Regions from separate parts of the Oncorhynchus mykiss genome. Here region 1 is linked to region 2. A link is a contact called in public Hi-C data. All regions are on one chromosome and are shown on one strand. The core of a region is the stretch at or near the end of the contact, and the rest is flanking DNA. Distances in the headings are between cores, read along the strand shown. Region 1 holds the start of c6h9orf64 (queuosine salvage protein). Region 2 overlaps LOC110525368 (ankyrin repeat domain-containing protein 13A).

Region 1 (6,214 bases), core at 1,583-4,082, 140 kb before region 2:
TTTTGACCATGAAGGCCTGATTTCATGCGGTCTCCTCTGAACAGTTGATGTTGAGATGTCTGATACTTGAACTCTGAAGCATTTATTTGGGCTGTAATTTCTGAGGCTGGTAACTCTAATGAACTTATCCTCTGCAGCAGAGGTACCTCTGGGTGTCTTCAGTGGGGGTCGTCATGAGAGACAGTTTTATCATAGTGCTCGGTGGTTTTTGCGACGGCACTAGAAACTTTCAAAGTTCTTGACTTTTTCCAGATTGACTGACCTTTGTCTTAAAGTAGATATGGACAGTTGTTTCTCTTTGCTTATTTGAGCTGTTCTTGCCATATTATGGACTTAGCCCTATTTGGTAAAAGACCATCTTCTGTATACCACCCCTACCATGTCACAACACAACTGATTGGCTCAAACGCATTAAGAAATTCCACAAATTAACTTTTAACAAGGCACACCTGTTAATTGAACGGCATTCCAAGTGACTACCTCATGAAGCTGGTTGAGAGAATGCCAAGAGCGTGCAAAGATGTCAAGGCATTGGGTGGCTGCATTGAATCTCAAATATAAAATGTATTTTGATTTGTTTAACACTTGGTTACTACATGATTCCATGTGTTATTTCATAGTTATGTCCTCATTATTCTACAATGTAGAAAATAGTATACATTTATAAAAACCCTGTAATGAGTAGGTGCGTCCAAACATTTGGCTGGTACTATACATAAACTCTCACTGTCAACTGTTTATTTTCTGCAAACTTAACGTGTAAATATTTGTATGAACATAAGATTCAACATCTGAGACATAAACTGAACAAGTTCCACAGACATGCGACTAGCATACATTGAATAATGTGTCCCTGAACAAAGGGTCAAAATCAAAAGTACAGTCAGTATCTGGATTAAGTACTACAGTGCATCTCCTCATGGAATACCAGATTTGCCAGTTATTTCTGTGAGATGTTACACCACTCTTCCACCAAGGCACCTGCAAGTCCCTGGATATTTCTGGGGGCAATGGCCCTAGCCCTCACCCTCCGATCCAACAGGTCCCAGACATGCTCAATGGGATTGAGATCCGTGCTCTTCGTTGGCCATGGCAGAACACTGACTTTCCTGTCTTGCCGGAAATCATGCACAGAATGAGCAGTATGGCTGGTGTCATTGTCATGCTGGAGGGTCATGTCAGGATGTGCCTGCCGGAAGGGTACCACATGAGGGAGGAGGATGTCTTCACAGTAACACAGCCTGCAATGACAACAAGCTCAGTCCGATGATGCTGTGACACACCTCCCCAGACCATGACGGACCCTCCACCTCCAAATCGATCTTGCTCCAGATTACAGGCCTCGGTGTAACACTCATTCCTTCGACGATAAACGAGAATCCGACCGTGAGACAAAACCGTGACTCGTCAGTGAGGAGCACTTTTTGCCAGTCCTGTCTGGTCCAGCGGTAGTGGGCTTGTGCCCATAGGCGACATGGTTGCCGGTGATGTCTGGTGAGGACCTGCCTTACTACAGGCCTACAAGCCCTCCGTCCAGCCTCTCAGCCTATTGCGGACAGTCTGAGCACCGATGGAGAGATTGTGTGTTCCTGGTGTAACTCTGGCAGTTGTTGTTGCCATCCTGTACCTGTCCCGCAGGTGTGATGTTCGGATGTACCGATCCTGTGCAGGTGTTGTTACACGTGGTCTGCCACTGCGAGGACAATCAGCTGTCTGTCCTGTCTCCCTGTAGCGCTGTCTTGGGCATCTCACAGTACGGACATTGTAATTTGTGGCCATGGCAATATCTGCAGTCCTCATGCCTCCTTGCAGCATGACTAAGGCATGTTCACGCAGATGAGCAGGAACCCTGGGCATCTATCTTTTGGTGTTTTTCAGAATCAGTAGAAAGGGCTCTTTAGTGTCCTAAGTTTTCATAACTGTGATCTTAATTGCCTACCGTCTGTAAGCTGTTAGTGTCTTAACAGGTGCATGTTCATTAATTGTTTATGGTTCATTGAACAAGCATGGGAAACGGTGTTTAAACCTTTTACAATGAAGATCTGAAGTTAATTGGATTTTTACAAATGATCTTTGAAAGACAGGGTCCTGAAAAAGGGGCGTTTCTTTTTTTTGCTGAGTTTACATTCATTAACGCATGACTGCAAGAGACCGGTTGGAATGTCTAACTGAAATATTGGACAAATCAGCCTTTTATTTTAACTAGTGGTGTTTGAAGTTGCTGTTTTAAAGTGCCGGACAAAGGCAAAACGCAGGACTGTCCGGGACAATCCGGGAGAAGTGGTCATACCATTTTACAATGTTAGGTGTATGTATGGTATCTCTAGTGTTAGACTTTACATATACTCCAGAATCCATCATGCTTAATGATTTTCTTAATGTGTCGATATCCCCCTTCGCCTGACCCTTGCCCCGCTGTAGCTTGAGAAACTGACTTGTCTTATGAAAATAAAGTTTATGCCACTTGTCTGACCGAATCTGCCGACTCAGTTTAAATAGGATGCTGCAGGGTGGGACGTTGTCATAAAGAATTATCAATTGTTATTAGGCTATGTGCAGTACAGGAACGGTTTTATTTAAAAATGTGTAGTGGTGGCGCAATAGCAGATATGTGGTGCCAAACTAAACAGCAACATCTCGTTTCACTTTACTGATAAAATAACGAATCCATTACTAAACTAATGAATAAAAAAAAAACAGGTCACAAAACAATTACGGAAAGAGTCCATTTGGATTAGGAACAACAAACTGACACAGCATATCCTTTGGCACTGTAATGTCCTCGGAAACAAAGATACCGGATCTGAGGAAATCGTTACAAGCTACCTCTTTATTTTTCCGCATTCGTCTGACATTGGCTCTAATATAATTGGTTGACAGACACCGGATATAGACCTATCGCTCCACGCCCATTTTTTTTCTGTCTGCCGCTACTTCAGCCAAGTCCTAAAGTCCAGGTAAGGCCAACTAACTACACAATTGGTCATGTTAAAAAAAAAAAAAATGTATCGTCGTGGACAACGGTTGAACCTTTAACTGATAATGATAAATTAAACAATCTAGTAATATTACATTCGATATAAATTACAGGCGTAACGTTACAATGTAGCCTGTATAGTCAACATAGAACGTAGAAACTCATGTGGAATGAACAGTAACGACGCATTTCACATGCAGGGTAATTTTGCTGCGTTCAAAGCAACTGGGAACTCGGAAAAATACGAGGTCAAATCATGACGTTAGTGATCTTCAGGTCGGAGCTCAAAAAAGAGGCCCGAGATCCCGAGTTGAATGACCGTTCAAATCGATTTTTCCCAGTCGGAGCTCGTTTTCTTTCAAGTTCCCAGTTGATTTGAACGTGGCATTACTTGCGTGAAGTCCAGTTATGACAGTTTACTCGTTGTCCTTGTCACAGTGAACTCATGCTGCCTTCATAACCAAATGGAAAGGTGGTAATTGCCAGTTGTAAAGTCCTAAATACGAGTTGGATGCATTCACATGTTTTGAACTTGTTGACAAACGCTGATTGGCTAATGGACAACAAGCTGTGTCAACAATCAACTAAAGTACAGCTATCATGCTTGTAAACAAATTTTAACCATGTGCATAGATAGCTTTTTATAAATTGTGTTTTGTTGCATTTAACTGTGGAAAATGCTGTTATCAAGGTAATTTCCCTAGTAGGTGACGTCAGGTCAGCATGTAGGAGAAGTCTCTGAGTTTAGGGATGGATGATGCCCCACGCAAAACAACTGGGAAATCTTTTTGACTTCAATGCGTTCAAGACAACTGGGATCTCATGGAAAGAAATCTGAAGCTCAGACTTTCCGACCTGAAGAATCCAGTTGTCTTGAACGCACCATGAGTTTCCCACTAGTAATTACAAGTTGGAGGGGCGTTCAAGTGGATTTTTCCAAGTTGTGTGTATAGTAAATACAACCTTTCCACATGGTTATGAACGCAGCATTAGTTATATAGGATTATACTGGGCTATATATAGCATTTGAGTCATTCAGGGTTGTGCTTTTTCCATTAAAGATGTACATTTGTTTTTCCCATAAAAAGAGGGAAGCGCGAGCGTGACTCAACATCAGTCAATCCAATGTATTTTTATAAAGCCCTTTTCTTTTTACAAACATAGCAGAGTGAAGGTGGTTTTGAACAGTAGACTACCATGTATGCAATGCTGGTGTCATGTCCCAGTCTCTAAGTTTTATTTGAGAACATTTTAATTTGTCGTGGTATGGTGTACCTATTTATGTAGAGCGAGGGGGTGAGAAGTGTAACATTGAACATCGAAGATGATGTGACTGGTCTTTTTATTTGCAGTGCTGATGGAGGCCCCACTGCCCCCCCGTGAGTCTGGCCGGTTCGTGGTGGAACACAGTCAGGATGTGTTTGTGGAGGAGGAGGGCGTGCGGAGGGTAGCGGAGATGCTCTATGCCCTGCGGAAGAGTGAGGACCTCACAGCCAGTGGGTGGAAGAAGGCCAACCCCTTGGCCCCCTCCCCAACCTCCGATCATGCCCTGAACTGGGTATTTGTAGTCGACACAATGAACTTCTCCTTCTGGCCCGAACGGGAGGACCAGCAGTGTGAGGTGACGTACCGTGGGACCACCTACTACGGTTACATGACCCTCTGTGCTGCCATCACCAGAGCAATGGAAGAGGGTAGGAAGGGACAATATCCAGATTTTCATACCGTTTCTGTACCATATGGTATTATCGGAAGTGGACACAAGGGGCGCTATAAAATGTTTCTTTACACACAAACAATTTAGGCAACAAGAATCTTGATCCAGAAGGGGAATGAATGTATCTCCTGTAACCAAGAAGCTTGATCTTGACATCTAGCCACTTAGCTTGGAAGTTAGCAAACCAAATGCATAGCTGGAGCCCTGAGCTGGATATTATTTAACACATCTTAGATTTCTTATAGTTATACTTAACCTGCAGTGGCGTCGCACACAATCCCTTAGCGAGGCGGGGATTCCCCAACCCCCCAAAAAAAGAATAAATAAATGAAACGGTATTAGAAATATCGGTATTTCGAAATACCCCGTTAAACAGTAGACCGCCCAAGCCTAGAAGAGGGTGAGCGCTACAGCCCTATATCTGTTCTGTCTAGGGCTGCCTGTCCTCTCATACACACACTGCTTTGTGCTGTTTGCTTGTACACTGTTATCGTTTGCAGAATGCATGCATGATAAAACCTTTGAAGTAAATTACACTCTTGCTTGTTCTAAAAATTAACACATTTTCAGTAACATTTCCAATGACCTATTGTCCATCTGAACGCAGCTAATCAAGATACCATGCCCTCTATAGGTATTCCCATCACAGAACCGTCCTATTTCTCCCAGATGAGTGTTGAGGAGTTGGGCCGTGTATTGCGCTCTGATAACAACACGCCCATGCCCATGCTTGAGGAGCGTCACCGGGTCCTCACAGAGGGGGGACGTGTGCTCCTGCAGCACGGCGGGAGCTTCCGGAGCTTCATAAGCCCTGCCGGTAGAGATGCGCAGAAGATGGTGGAGCTCATTGTAGACAACCTGCCCTCATACAGGGACGAGGCCACATACAAGGTTATACACAAAACACAACCTCTTCAACATAACGTAGGGTGAATTTGGAATAACTGGGACACTTTTTGCATTTTTGTCTTCTGTAACCTATCCAACATATTAGGCCATGATACATCTCTGAAATACTCAAGATGTTTCCTAATCTCACACTTATTTTATTTTACATTTGTCATTTAACAGACATTCTTATCCAGAGCAACTTGCAGTTAGTGCATTCAGAGCAACTTAAGATAGCTAGGTGGGACAACCACATTTCACAGGCATAGAAAGTAAACATTTTCCTCAATGTAGCTGTCAGAGCTGGGGGGGTCAAGTGTAAGTTCTGTTTTTTTTTTTAAAGAAAGGATTATTTTAGATACGGTTTGAAGAGGTAGAGTTTCAGATGTTTTTTGAAGATGGGCAGGAACTCTGCTGTCCTAGCTTCAGGGGGAAGCTGGTTCCACCTTTGGGGTGCCAGGATGGAGAAGAGCTTGGACTGGTTTGTGTGGGAACTGCCCTCCCGTAGGGGTAGCAGGGCCAAGATACCTGAGGTGGCGGGTTGGGGGTGTAGGGTTTGAGCATAGCCTGAAGGTAGGGATTTTTATATCATATTCACAGGAGACATGACACACACATTTGTGTACACTGAG
Region 2 (6,428 bases), core at 157-2,656:
CTCCCATCTTACCACAAGCACAAAATCACTGGTGGAGAAGTCTAGTTCCACAGTGCTTCGTTTTCGGTTTCCCTACAGGTTCCTTGTTGCAGTGATGATTTATGGGGCCAGGAAGACACCAAATGTATTTCCATCCCCATTTGGTAGAGAGACACTTTCCAGAAACAATTATGCTTCTGGGGCTCATTACAAGAAAATAGTGTTTGTATTGGTACTGGTACATGTGCTTTACTCGTGGCAACAGATGATGTGATAAAGGCCAAATACATCAGTCATGCACAGTAATGATGTAAGTCTATAACCCCAAGCATCTTAACCTTTATAACTTTACCCCATTGCTCTTTGACATTTCAGGAATGTAGAGAAAGTAATGACTTATATATGCACTATAAAAACTGAATTGTTTTATTTCCTTACCAGATGTTTATTAGGCTATAGAATTCCTAATATAAGAGAACCGAGAACAAAATACCGAAAGAGTAACACATCCTTTATATTCTATCCGATAACCCACCACTACATAATTCCCTATTCAGTTAAAATAACAAGGAAGTTAAAAAATACATTATCCGCAAATCACACTGTAGGCCCAATTAAATAAGTAACCGAGTACAATCACTAGACTAGATGACACTGATCGATAGACTGGATATGAAACTGAAATACGGCGTAAAACGGTTAATTTTTAGTACTACCTGGCAGCTTTAGGACCCAGTGTAGGCTAATGTGATATCACGAGGGTGCCGCGAAACTTCCGGGAACGCTTGCGAATCAAACTTGGCCACTGGGTCTCTGCAGACAGACTCAGCTCAATGGGCAGACCAGTCCGGAGTATGGGGTTTGAGAAGCCAAAGAGAGAAATGAAAAATTATTCCTTGGTTGTTAATTTTCTCAAAATCTAAAGGTACAACCGAGATTCGAGCCAATTTCTTAAGTAGCTGAACATGTTTTTACTGCAACCTTGTGAAAGCGATAAACTGAAAGGATTTCATTTTCGTGAAAAACAACTTTATATCAAAGGATTGCCTTCGATTTGTCGGTCTGCACATACGCAGTTCTGCGCGAGACGATCATTAGACCGATGACGAGTATCTGCGCATGATCTTAGCTAGGCAACGTCACCATGACGTCACCTACAAGCGTGATCGGGGACGTTGTATTGGAGAAGCAGTTTCTGTCCATCCTCATACTGTATCGTCTTTGCTATTATTATGCTGGGAAAGTGGAAGCTTATTTTCCCTCTCGCATAATCATGTTGTATCCTAGTCGACAAAGCCTAATTCTGTATTTTCTATCCTTTGGCGCGTTTGTGAACGGGAACGGACAACTAGGTGACTCTAAACTAAATGAAAGGCCGTATGTAGTCCTACAGAATCAAAATTTGGGTAAGGTTTTATGCGGGTTAATGTGTTGCCTATTGCAGGCCCGTGTTCCTAGACGACAGGGGCGCACCTGTTGGCAATAAAATAAGAATGTAGGCTTATCTTCTAAATAACGTGTGTAGATGTATGCAACCTTGATTTTGTTATTTTACTGTTAATTGAAGGCTATTAGTGCCATGTTTTTTCAGCAAAGTCCTCCTAACCTGTAGTTCTTTATTTGCGTGGGTTCTCGTGAGAGGGCGGAGCCGCAACGAATGGTCTAAAATCTCTTTCATGTATGTGCTTGTAACATTGTATTTTTTTCTATTGCAGTTGTCTTATCTATCCTGCTGGTGGTGATGATTGTCATGGCAGTTTGTGTGTATAAACCATTGCATCGCCGGTGAAGCAGTGTACAGCAACGTCATGCCTACTGTCCGACTGGATCCAAGGGAATCAACAATCAAGGGAATCAACAATCAAAAAAACCCTAGTCTACGCATATCTGTCTGATAAACTGGAATGTTAGACAATAGGCACGGGGTCCCTCATTTTTATATAAAATAGACTACACTGGTTGAATTAATGTTGTTTCCACGTGAAATAGATGTTGATGTCTGTGCCCAGTGGGATGTTATTGTGTTTTTAAAAAAAAAACTTTATTTAACTAGGCAAGTCAATTAAGAACAAATTATTATTTTCAATGACGCCTAGGAATAGAACGACAGATTTTTTTTACCTTGTCAGCTCGGGGATTCGAGCTTGCAACCTTTCGGTTACTAGTACAACGCTCTAACCACTAGGTTACCTGCGTGTGTCTTGAATAGGCCATATAAAATGTTAATTGATGATTATTTTATATTTTTTGTTAAGGTAATTTAATATTCCTGCTGCTGTCATCGTTTAAAGGAATTTTAATGTATTGTTTATAGTTGTCTTATATTATTTATATTTTTGCTTATTTACCCTGATATATTGGAATATTCTTAAAATACCCCACCACAAGGTACTACTGAAGTTGAAAAAAAACATGATAAAAAAAACTAACATACATTGGGTTGACTGTGTGTGTTGAGTGACATGAATGATATACTACGTTGACATTTTAGTCATTAAGCAGACGCTCTTATCCAAAGCGACAGTGAATGCATAAATGTTTTATTCTTACTACTCCCCTGTGGGAATCAAACCCACAACCCTGGCGTTGCAAGTGCCATGCTCTACCAACTGAGCCATACGTAACCAAAGCTATGTGGACAACTGCTTGTCGAACATCTCATCCCAAAATCCTGAGCATTAATAATGAGTTGGTCCCCCTTTGCCGCTACAACAGCCTCCAATCTTCTGGGAAGGCTTTCCACTAGATGTTGGAACATTGCCTCCATTCAGCCACAAGATTATTAGTGAGGTTGGGCGATTAGACCTGGCTCCCTGTTGGCGTTACAATTCATCCCAAAGGTGTTGAATGGAGTTGAGGTAAGAGTTAGGGAGATGTCACCCTATCCCCTCAATAGTCCTGCCTCCTGAATCCAAGTGTTTGACATGGGGAGGGGACCAGTAACTTTATTATCAATCTTTATCAGTGTAGACGCAACAGTAATTCTTCATGCTTTGGTTATCATACCTTGATCTGGGGAGTAGATCCCTCCCCAGCGTAAGGTACAAGCCCAAGTTGATTGGGGCATGATCTTAGATCCTACTCTGACAAGCATTAGAAATATGGGCCCAGATCCAGCAGTGCACTCTGTTTCCATGACTAGAGATTAAAGGGATAAGTTCAATCAGCCTCTTTAAACTGTTGTTTAGTGAATGTAATGATGAATATAAGTCTGATGCTCATTGATGAGTGTTCCCATCAAGAGTGCTAATGCACAACACACACGTTCGTGTGGTGATCAAATGCGTGAAGAGGCTGTGTTGAGTGGCATGCCCCCAAGCTGTTTGTCTGCCCTCTCTCAATCACATTTACACTCGTTTCAGTGCACATTTCTCAAACCTGAAACCATTTGTTTGTACAGAATTTACTTTTTTATTTTAATTTATGCAATTTGGCAGAAGCTTTTATCCCAAATGCTTTGTCTCAATCTATAAACTAACTATAAACTATTATTATATAACTTTAATTATTTGTTAACATTTAGAAGCGTATAGCTTAAGCATTATTAATATTCATAAGCATTTAAAATATATAAACATGTATAATGGATTATTAATGTATTATAAAGTGTTACTCAATAATTTGGGTCATTTGCACACAACAAACCTGAAGAAATGGGAGACTGATAAATTAAGCTACACATATATATATATATATATATATAATCTCTCTCTATCTATCTCTCTCTCTCTCTCTCTCTCTCCCTTCAAATGAGTGGATTCGGCTATTTCAGCCACACCTGTTGCTGACAGGTATATAAAATCGAGCACACAGCCATACAATCTCCATTGACAAACATTGGCAGTAGAATGGCCATACTGAAGAGCTCAGTGACTTTCAATGTGGCACCACCATAGGATGCCACCTTTCCAACAAATCAGTTCGTCAAATTTCTGCCCTGCTACAGCTGCCCCGATCAACTGTAAGTAATGTTATTCTGAAGTGGAAAGGTCTAGCAACAACGGCTCAGCCGCAAAGTGGTAGGCCACACAAACTCACAACAGGAATGCAGAGTGCTGAAATGTGTAAAAATCGTCTGGACTCGGTTGCAACATTCACTGCCGAGTTCCAAACTGCCTCTGCAAGCAACGTCAGCACAAGAACTGTTTGTCGGGAGTTTCCTGAAATGGGTTTCCATGGCCGAGCAACCGCACACAAGCCTAACCTCACCATGCACAATGCCAAGCGTCAGCTGGAGTGGTGTAAAGCCTGACGCCATTGGAATCTGGAACAGTGGAAAAGCATTCTGAGGAGTGATGAATCATGCTTCATCATCTGGCATTCCGACGGATGTATCTGGGTTTGGTAGATGCCAGGAGAACGCTACCTGCCCGAATGTATTGTGCCAACTGTAAAGTTTGGTGGAGGAGGAATAATGGTCTGGGGCTATTTTTCATGGTTCGGGCTAGACCCCTTAGTTCAAGTGAAAGGAAATCGTAACACTACAGCATACAATGACATTCTAGATGATTATGTGCTTCCAACTTTGTGGCAACAGTTTGGGGAAGGCCCTTTCCTGTTTCAGAATGATAATGCCCCTGTACACAAAGTGAGGTCCATACAGAAATGGTTTGTCGAGATCGATGTGGAAGAACTTGACTGGCCTGCACAAAGCCCTGACCTCAACCCCATCGAACATCTTTTAGATTAATTGGAACCCTAATTGCGAAAAAGTCATTATAAATCAAATTCATACAATATGTTAAGGTTTTTTTGTGCTTAAGATCCCGGACGACATCTTTAAGTGTTGCAGCAGACAAAAGTGAGACCGGTTGCATAATGCTGAAAACACGTAAGACGCCCTGATGTAGCTGTTGGTTTCAAAGAGATTCTCAAATGGCACTCACTCACATGCCAGTCAAAATTAGAAGGGATCAATAACACATTACGTGACAGAAAAGGTGACAGCATTTTTCTATAAGCATCTAAAATGAAAATCTGCCCCAAACCATAAATCCCTCGCCTGAAATGTCAAATTGTACTAAAAATCCACAATGAATAAGAATATTTGGAAAAGACACCCAAAACGATTGGAAAATTTGTTTATCCCTTGTTGCTAATTTTGTGTCTATAATTTTGGTTTTTCATGTGAAATCTGGAAAGATGACGGATGTTTGATTATGAAATCACTCTTAGTTCATGAAGAGGGCTAATAGAATTTTCAATTACATTTCAGAGTTGATTCCTTCTACACAATATAGTGCTCATGTACTGTACTGTATATCCACCATAATATTCTTATGGCATCCAATTTAATTACTATAAGCAGTTCAGACGCTCTAATTTGTCAGTGTGGATACATGGAGCAGATGTCAGGATTTGAATGAAGCCAGTTACTATATTTAGCCCAACAAAATATACCATTCATTCATAGATCTATAGGGTAATCCAACCATAAAGTATATACCAATGATTATTGATGAAACGATGCACAGGAAATTGCTGTGACATATTAATCCAGTGTTTAAAATCTGTGAAATGGACAGCTAGTCATTGAATGGTTAATGATCAGAGCAGGCATGTCTGAAAAACAAATTAAGGATTGTGCTTTTGTGATCTGAACAATGAATAGGTTTGTGCCATCTGCTGTTAATCTTAGCAAAAAGCAGACTTACTTGTAACAGAATCAGCCGCAGTTCACCCGAATTGAAATAAAGTGCATTTATTGAAGAAATGTTTTTTAATCCAACATCACAGTTTAAAATGTTTTCACAAATTCTTATTAACATGTTAAAAAATAAGCTTACCTGCTAGCAAATAAAGCAGTACAAAGACTTTTCCCAAGAAATCTAATCAAAGCGAACCCTGGTACATTAGAGACTGTCCTACGGTTTGGCAATTTGATCATTAGCTGTTTACAGCTCTAGCCCCCAGAAAACACAACAGACGAAGCGAAGCGATGCATCAGAAACATGTCCAAAGTGCTGTTGGTTATCACTGTAATTAACTACATTGGTTAATTCCTTTTTTATCCACCAACACCACTGGATAGGAAACATTTTTGAAGCACCTTGATCACAGCTTTAAAGATGAGACCTTTCAAATGTTCTCCGGTGTCTTTAGTAGGTCTGGCCTGAGTGGCATTATAACACTAACATGGACTCCCTGTCCCAAAACCAATCATGTCTGTGGCCTAAGCCCAAATGGATCCCTAGACCCTACTATGCCCTATTGGGGAGATCTGCAATATGGTGAAAATGGCCCATCAGAGGAAAAGGTATTATTACCACATTACCATATCGCATACACCTGTCAAATCTTATCAGATCTGTACAAGAGCATAGGTAGGGTCTAGGGATCCATTTAGAATTGGACATGTGAGAGGGGAATGCTTAGCCTGGTTGCCAGTCTGTTTAGCTAACATTCCAATCTTTGTACTCTATGTCATGTGCCAAAGACATTGACTGGTA

The links. Hi-C and Micro-C count contacts between places; a contact is called where the count stands out from the background.
Region 1: a contact with region 2 is called in a Hi-C map of liver, with 2.5 times the contacts expected there. The contact joins the promoter of c6h9orf64 here to the enhancer-like site in region 2. A contact is called at or near these places in 2 of 3 Hi-C or Micro-C datasets (blood and liver).

Annotation. Positions count from the first base shown.
Region 1 is chr6:18,250,105-18,256,318 of USDA_OmykA_1.1, reverse strand. It overlaps c6h9orf64 (queuosine salvage protein), which reads left to right and starts at 2,832. Exons shown (of 5, transcript XM_021605425.2): 1 at 2,832-2,957; 2 at 4,330-4,671; 3 at 5,329-5,585. The coding sequence starts at 4,335.
Region 2 is chr6:18,112,444-18,118,871 of USDA_OmykA_1.1, reverse strand. It overlaps LOC110525368 (ankyrin repeat domain-containing protein 13A), which reads right to left. Exons shown (of 15, transcript XM_036979500.1): 15 at 5,665-6,428. Among protein-coding and RNA genes, the nearest start is that of LOC110525370, 24 kb to the left of the region's middle. Within about 2 kb of position 1,406, at least 11 of the 11 cell types and tissues checked have an H3K27ac peak or open chromatin away from gene starts, as enhancers often do. A contact at or near this core is called in liver, where this site is marked.